Regions from separate parts of the Mus musculus genome. Here region 2 is linked to region 1. Evidence: chromatin contacts called from public HiChIP or PLAC-seq data. All regions are on one chromosome and are shown on one strand. Each heading gives the region's core, a stretch centred on a gene start, on an enhancer-like site or on the middle of the called end of the contact. The rest is flanking DNA. Distances are from core to core; before and after follow the strand shown. Region 1 overlaps Cdh23 (cadherin 23 (otocadherin)). Region 2 overlaps Unc5b (unc-5 netrin receptor B).

What was found. HiChIP or PLAC-seq counts read pairs in DNA pulled down with a chosen protein or histone mark.
Region 2: an H3K4me3 HiChIP or PLAC-seq map of bone marrow-derived macrophages shows a contact between it and region 1, with 5 times the contacts expected there. The contact joins two enhancer-like sites. A contact is called at or near these places in 1 of 484 Hi-C or Micro-C datasets (LSK cells), 2 of 115 datasets of contacts at active chromatin or transcription factors (bone marrow-derived macrophages and effector CD8 T cells) and 1 of 9 other capture datasets (liver).

Annotation. Positions count from the first base shown.
Region 1 is chr10:60,572,046-60,575,091 of GRCm38.p6, reverse strand. The region is part of intron 7 of Cdh23 (cadherin 23 (otocadherin)); the gene reads left to right. Among named protein-coding and RNA genes, the nearest start is that of Gm51803, 110 kb to the left of the region's middle. Within about 2 kb of position 1,556, at least 30 of the 459 cell types and tissues checked have an H3K27ac peak or open chromatin away from gene starts, as enhancers often do. A contact at or near this core is called in bone marrow-derived macrophages, where this site is marked.
Region 2 is chr10:60,815,600-60,818,645 of GRCm38.p6, reverse strand. The region is part of intron 1 of Unc5b (unc-5 netrin receptor B); the gene reads left to right. Among named protein-coding and RNA genes, the nearest start is that of Unc5b, 14 kb to the left of the region's middle. RefSeq lists an enhancer at 1,803-3,046. Within about 2 kb of position 1,580, at least 157 of the 459 cell types and tissues checked have an H3K27ac peak or open chromatin away from gene starts, as enhancers often do. A contact at or near this core is called in bone marrow-derived macrophages, where this site is marked.

The DNA of each region.
Region 1 (3,046 bases), core at 307-2,806:
GTCTGTCACTCATGAGCTCCTCAGCTTATCCTGCCTTTTTTTGGGTGAGACCACATCTTGCTGTACAGTTGCCTGGCACTGCCTGACTCATAGAGGGCATGCTATGTGTGCCCAAGTACCACACACCTCCTGCAATTGGTCCGTTCCCTGCTGCCAGCCAGGGAACATTAGAGATCATTCAGCGTAGACTCCCACAGCCCCTGCTTTCAAAACACTTTTCTGCACTAATTATTTATTTAATTTCGAGGGGGTTGGTGGGTGGGTGTGGGCACCCAGGAGGTGGTCAAAGGACCAATTGTGGGAACAGATTCTCTCCTTGCCCCATGGGGATTCCAGGGACTGAACTCAGGTGGGCAAGTAGCTTTGTCCATTGGTCCTTCTCACTGACCTTTACTCTCCTTTTGAGACAAGGTGAGCCCAAGGTGGCCTAAAACGAACTCTGGAACCAAGGCAGGTTCCAAACTCACAGGAATCCTCCTGCTTAAACTCCCAAGTGCTGAGATGGCAGATGTGCCCCACTCCCACACTTGGCTTTGCCTTCCTCTTCTGTTCTCAGAGGACACAAATGTTCTTGGGACACCTCCTAGGTCCAGATCCCACCAGTCTACACCTAGCCAATTGCACTTCATGGGCAATAAACCCAGCAGATACTTATAGACTTAGTTAGTTTTTATTGCTGTGCTAAGACACCATGGCCAAGACAACTTACAGTAGAAAGCATTTAATGGGGGCTTACAGTTCCATAGACTGGGTCCCTGTCCATCATGTAGGGAGCATGGCAGCAGACTGGCAGGTACTAGGACAGTAGCTGAGAGCTTACATCTAATCTATGAGCAGGAGGCAGAAAGAATGCTTATGCATAGCCTTCTAAAGCCTCAAAGACTTCCCCTGCTTGTGACACATCTCCTCCAACAGGGCCACACCTCCTAATCCTTCCCAAGCAGTTCTACCAGTTAGGGGCCAACTATTCAAATGTGTGAGGAGATGGAGATGGGGCATGGGGCATTCAAACTACCACATTAACTTTGACACAAAACACAGCCCCCACCCTACTCCGCCCCAGCCCTCCCCACCCCAGGAATCTTTCCCAATGAGTGAGATGGGTAGATCACATAACTGAAAGCAAGCTCACTAGACCCATCCTGTACCAATACAGACTGGGGCTGCAAAGGCAGGAGGTGCTTGGCCAGGCCACCAATGTCAGGAACAGAGACTGGGGAGTCAGTGTCCTAGCGTAGGGATGGGCCTTTGTCTTGTTGGCCCATGGAAAGCCCTGCTCCAGAAAGTTCTCAGTTGTTTGCAAAGCAGAATGGGATGGAAGAGACGGCAGAAGGAAGGCTGCAGACACACAAATCCCATCTTACCCACGGGAAGCCTTCACAGCTGTGCCCAGCCACCACAATCCAAACTACTCCATGAAAAACAATAGAAACAAAAAGCATCTAAATATCGAATGAAGTCCTGTTTTGACGAATGTGACAAAGTCATAAGCTGCCCAGCCAGGAAGTGACTCAGCTCCACACAGCATAGCCACGCTCTGTACCACCTTTCTGTTAGTCACTCAACTTGTCAGTTATCTAACCAGCTACTGCCACAGTGCTGTGCCTGACCAAGTGGCCCCTGTTTTACTCAAAACACCAGTTGTTCGGTTGGATTCTTTTTCCATTCATCTCTTCATTTCACTTATTTATAGACACATTCAGTGAGTTGAGCCATTTCTATGGTTCCAAGTATTTCCTCACCTGTCCACTTAGGGTTCCCAGGACCTATCCCCATGGGCAGAGCTACTGTAAATGCTCTCTGCCCTGAGCCCACTCCTCGTTAGAGGGCTAAATCTGTATCTCCCTATTTTGGAAAAGGCCCTGTGTCCCACTTCCTGCTCCCTGCACCTTTTTCCCCCCTGAGATTTTGGAAAGCATCTCCTTTGAGGCTCTCACTGCCCCCCGCCCCCATTCCCAGCCAGGGTCTGAATTTTAACCATTCTATTTTCTTTACCGATTTTATGATAAACAGCACTGTGTTTCCGATGCCTTTCCTAAGTGTGTCAGGCTGTCCCTCGAGGCACTGTGCGTCCCTCCACTCCAGGTTGCCCAATCTCATGCTCACCCCAGCTGCGTGACTCTTCCTGCCTCCCACTGGCTCCTTTCAAGTGGCCATCATATTTCTAGTCTACCCCAGATGCATAAACATTTGGGGGCAAGTGTCCATCATCTCAGACTGAATCTGGGTCATGCCGGCTGCTGAACTACCCACGAGTCAGGTCCTGAAGTCCAGCAGGACGTCTTCACTTCCCGCCTCTATCTCAGGTAGGATCTCGGCTGCCTCTAGCAACCATGCAACTGTCATCTCTCATGGAAGAAAACTCCACTGTCCCGATGTCCGAGTCCTGGACTGATCCAGGCAGTTATTACTTATGCATAAAGGAAATGATCGCATGTAAACCTCTCTGAGCCCGGTTCATGAACACAGGCATGCATTGGAAACAAAGGCTCGCAACGTAAGCCCATGTTGGCCTGGAATTTATGATCCTCCTGCCTCAGCCTTCTTAGTCCTGGGATGAGAGCTGTGTACCACCATATAGGTGCTAGGTTTTCCTTGGCTCTCCCTTTATCCCTCAGGTTCAGAAGGTCTGTCAGGCACATCTTTACTTCTCTGTAAATTCCACCTCCACCATCAGCCATTTGAACCCCCAGAGTTAAGTTAGGAACATCTGATTGGAAACGGTAGACCCCAGAGACCATTTAAGGCTTACTCTGCTGCTCCGTTGGTGATATCTGGACACTGAGGCTAGGGGACGGGTGTGGACACAGCCGCAGTCCCAAAGGTATGCTTGGACCAAGTGAATGACTAGGCTCTGGTACCTCTTGAATTTGTTTCCTATAAACTCTAGGGGCCCAGAGGGCCTGCTCAGCTTGGCCAGGCAGAGGAGAGGCCTTCTAACCAGAGAAGCTAGCAGTGCCTGGCCAGATGTGGGAAGAGCTCCATGTCCCCTTTGCCGTGCAGGCTCACAGGTCCCCGAGGGGTCCGGCGCCCTCTGAGCTGGCCC
Region 2 (3,046 bases), core at 331-2,830, 240 kb before region 1:
GGCGAGAATGGGCAGAATGGGCTATTTACATGAGTGTAACTGAGTGGCAGAAACTTGGTGTAGGTTTGGTGCAAGGGGTTGGTGGTGGTGACAACTTTGAGAGGGCAGTGGGGCCATTGTCCCCATCCCCCTTCAAAGCAGAGAGGCCACATCTAAGCAGTATACTTCTCTCTGAGACTTTCCCTACCTGATAGGTGTAGGGTTAGCTTAATAGACTCCACTCCCTTCCTTCATTCCATCAAACACTTTCCATTGTCCCCATAGCCCTGTCACCTGTAGAATTTCCTGAAGAGAGAAAGTGTTATAATGTCTGTTGGCCTCAAATGGCTAGGCACATTTTGAACATGGCATGTTCCCATGGGCACCTCGTGAATGTAAGGGGTGTTGGCAGAAGCGTGGATTCCATAGCTCATGGAGAAGGGCCCTCGCGTCCACATAAGGAAATCTGCTCCACTGTGGAACACTGGAACCCTCAGTTTGACCAGACTGGCAGCTTTTTGTCCTGTGTCCGCTCAGGTGTCCCCTCTTAGAAAGCTTAACAGCCCCATCCATCAGCACCTACCACCACCTGGAGTTCTCATGTGCCTGTACACAGAAGTTCTCTGGTTTAGCTGGCTTTCTCACTCCATGAGGGCAGAGCTGTGTCCCTTGGGAATGGCCCAGTGGCCAGAACAGTGTCCCACACAGAGTAGGCCTCAGTGAACATTTGCTCGCTAAGTGTGTCACTAAGTGTGTCACAGAAGTGTTAGCTAGAATTTGCTAGAGTTCACACGCCTGCTCCCCCCAACCCCGTCTGCATATTTAAGTCTGGCATAGACATTGGGTCTTTGCAAGGCTCCAAGAGATTCTAGCCTGTATTCCCCAACCATGAGCCCCAACAGTGGGCACACAGAGATTCCAGCAACAGTGGCTGTAGGCTGGGTGCTGGGACTTCAGTTCCTTTGTAGTTCTGTCTGCAAAGAAGGCAGAGGGCTGTGATTAGGTATACTCTGGGCCCTCCTGTCCCACCTACATTTTGTCATTCTGGAGATGTCTGTGACCTTACGGCATTCTTTTGTCCCACAGAGCAAACAGTTCCCTAGTGAGGTAACCTTGCCAAACCCTATTAGGAAACTGGTATCCTGTCCGTCTCTCCCAAATAAATGGCAAAGTGCTGTCCAGGGCCCTGTTGCCCCTCTCCTGGTGCCTGAGAGACACCAATGGCTCTGGGCTCCAGCAGTGCCGGCATCTCCTTTTTTCTGGCAACAGAGCTGAGCTGTGTTGGAACCTGTCTCTTCTCCCCTGATAGCACGCAGTTTAAATAAGATCTCCATTTACCAGAAGTTCACACCACAGCTCATGTGTTATATGAGAAGCAGCAATCTCACGTTTGCTGGTGAATGCTGTTCAGGGATGCGATTGGGGTGGTGGGGGTTGGAGTGTGTGTGTGTGGGGGGGGAAGCATCACAGAGAGGGGACGTGAGGAAGGAGGGACTCCAAGCTGTCAGCCCAGCCCCAGCGCTGGCAGTGCCAGGCTCCTCTTGGCTCGGTGTGGGGCTGCTGGGGGAGGTGCCAGGGCTCTGTGAGCTGACCTCAGGCTGCTGGAAGGCTCGGAGCCGGATGGGCGCATGATGTCACCACCACTTCCGCCTGTTGGCACTCCCAGCAATGCACTGGGTCATTTACACGTCTTCAGTCTGTTAGGAAGAGACTCTTGGTGAGGGAGATTTATTGGTTGCCTCTGCCTTCCTTAGAAGCCTTTGTTAGGAACCTAATAAGGAAGGCACTTGGTGGCTATAGAGAGACCCCCCCCCCACACTCTGAGTCTCTCCTCCCCACATCCCGGGGCCACGTAAAAGTGAATAAGCAAATTCTAGTTGCAGGGTGTCTTCCAGCCTAGGTAGGAAGTGGGTGGCATGACCCTGCTTATGCAGAAGGGGAAACTGAGGCAGTAGCAGTTTGAGCACGTTGGAAGCAAGGCTTGCAGTCTTGTGCCTGGATCCTCTGGGCTGACAGGCAGGTTGCTAACTGCATTTCTAAATGCTGCTGGAGTCTGATCTCTTCCAGAGCATTAGTTTATTACAACGACCAGGATGCTCTATGATCTGGAGGTAGATTGGTGCCTCAGTTTCCCCCAAAGTAAACCAAGAGCTGGCTTTGGCTGTCTTTCAGCAAAGTAAGGCCCTTCAGCCTTTCCTTGCAGGTTTCCAAGTAGCCACACTAAGGAGATGGGTGGTGGGGGGAAAGAAGGTCCTGTGGTCACCTCATCACAGGGTCCGTGGTCCAGGCTGATGCACCTGTAATAAATATCGAGCTGACAGTTGTTAAGCCGCATCCCTGACCTCTGAATAAATAAAAAGCTGCTTAGAATAACAGCCCCGGAAAATGCTGGAGGTTCCTGCTCACTCTCAGTTTCCCTTCCACTGGCCAAACCTGTTTGCCTGGACACCCACCCACTCCCATTGTCTCCCCTCCCCTGTGGCTCCTCAGGCCCCTGTCCATCACTTCAGCCCCAAGGGCAGCCACTGCCTGGCCTGGCTTTTGTTCACAGCTCTGTAGTCTGTCCAGAGCTCCTTGCTCCTTCAGCAGCCAGAGCAGCTAATAGGGAAACAGCTCTGCAGCTGACAGCTGAGAGACAGGCCAGCCAGGCCTCCCTGGGGCTGGGGGTGGGGCACAGAATAGATGCCCTCTGGTTCAGTCTTCAGAACCTTGCTGGCATTTCCTTCTGTGGCTCTGTCCCTGTGATATGAACCGGGCTACTGCCTCTGGCAGAGGTCACCAGGAAGTTAAAATCTGGGCCCCCAGCTGGCTCCCAGGATGCCCCAGAGCACATGGGCACCATTTGATGTTCTGTGAATATTGTATGTGAGCTATCTGTGTCTCCTGGCTTTCTCATTACAGGTAGTTCAGGTTCTCAGGAGCTGTTAGGTAGAGTCATAGAATGTCAGATGTGGAAAAGACAGACAAGAGCCGGAAAGCCCATTTTATAGCGAAGGGTACTGAAGCCTTGGGCAGTGAGCACTTCAGACTACTGTTCAAAGTTCACAGTGGCAGATCCTGGGTTTGA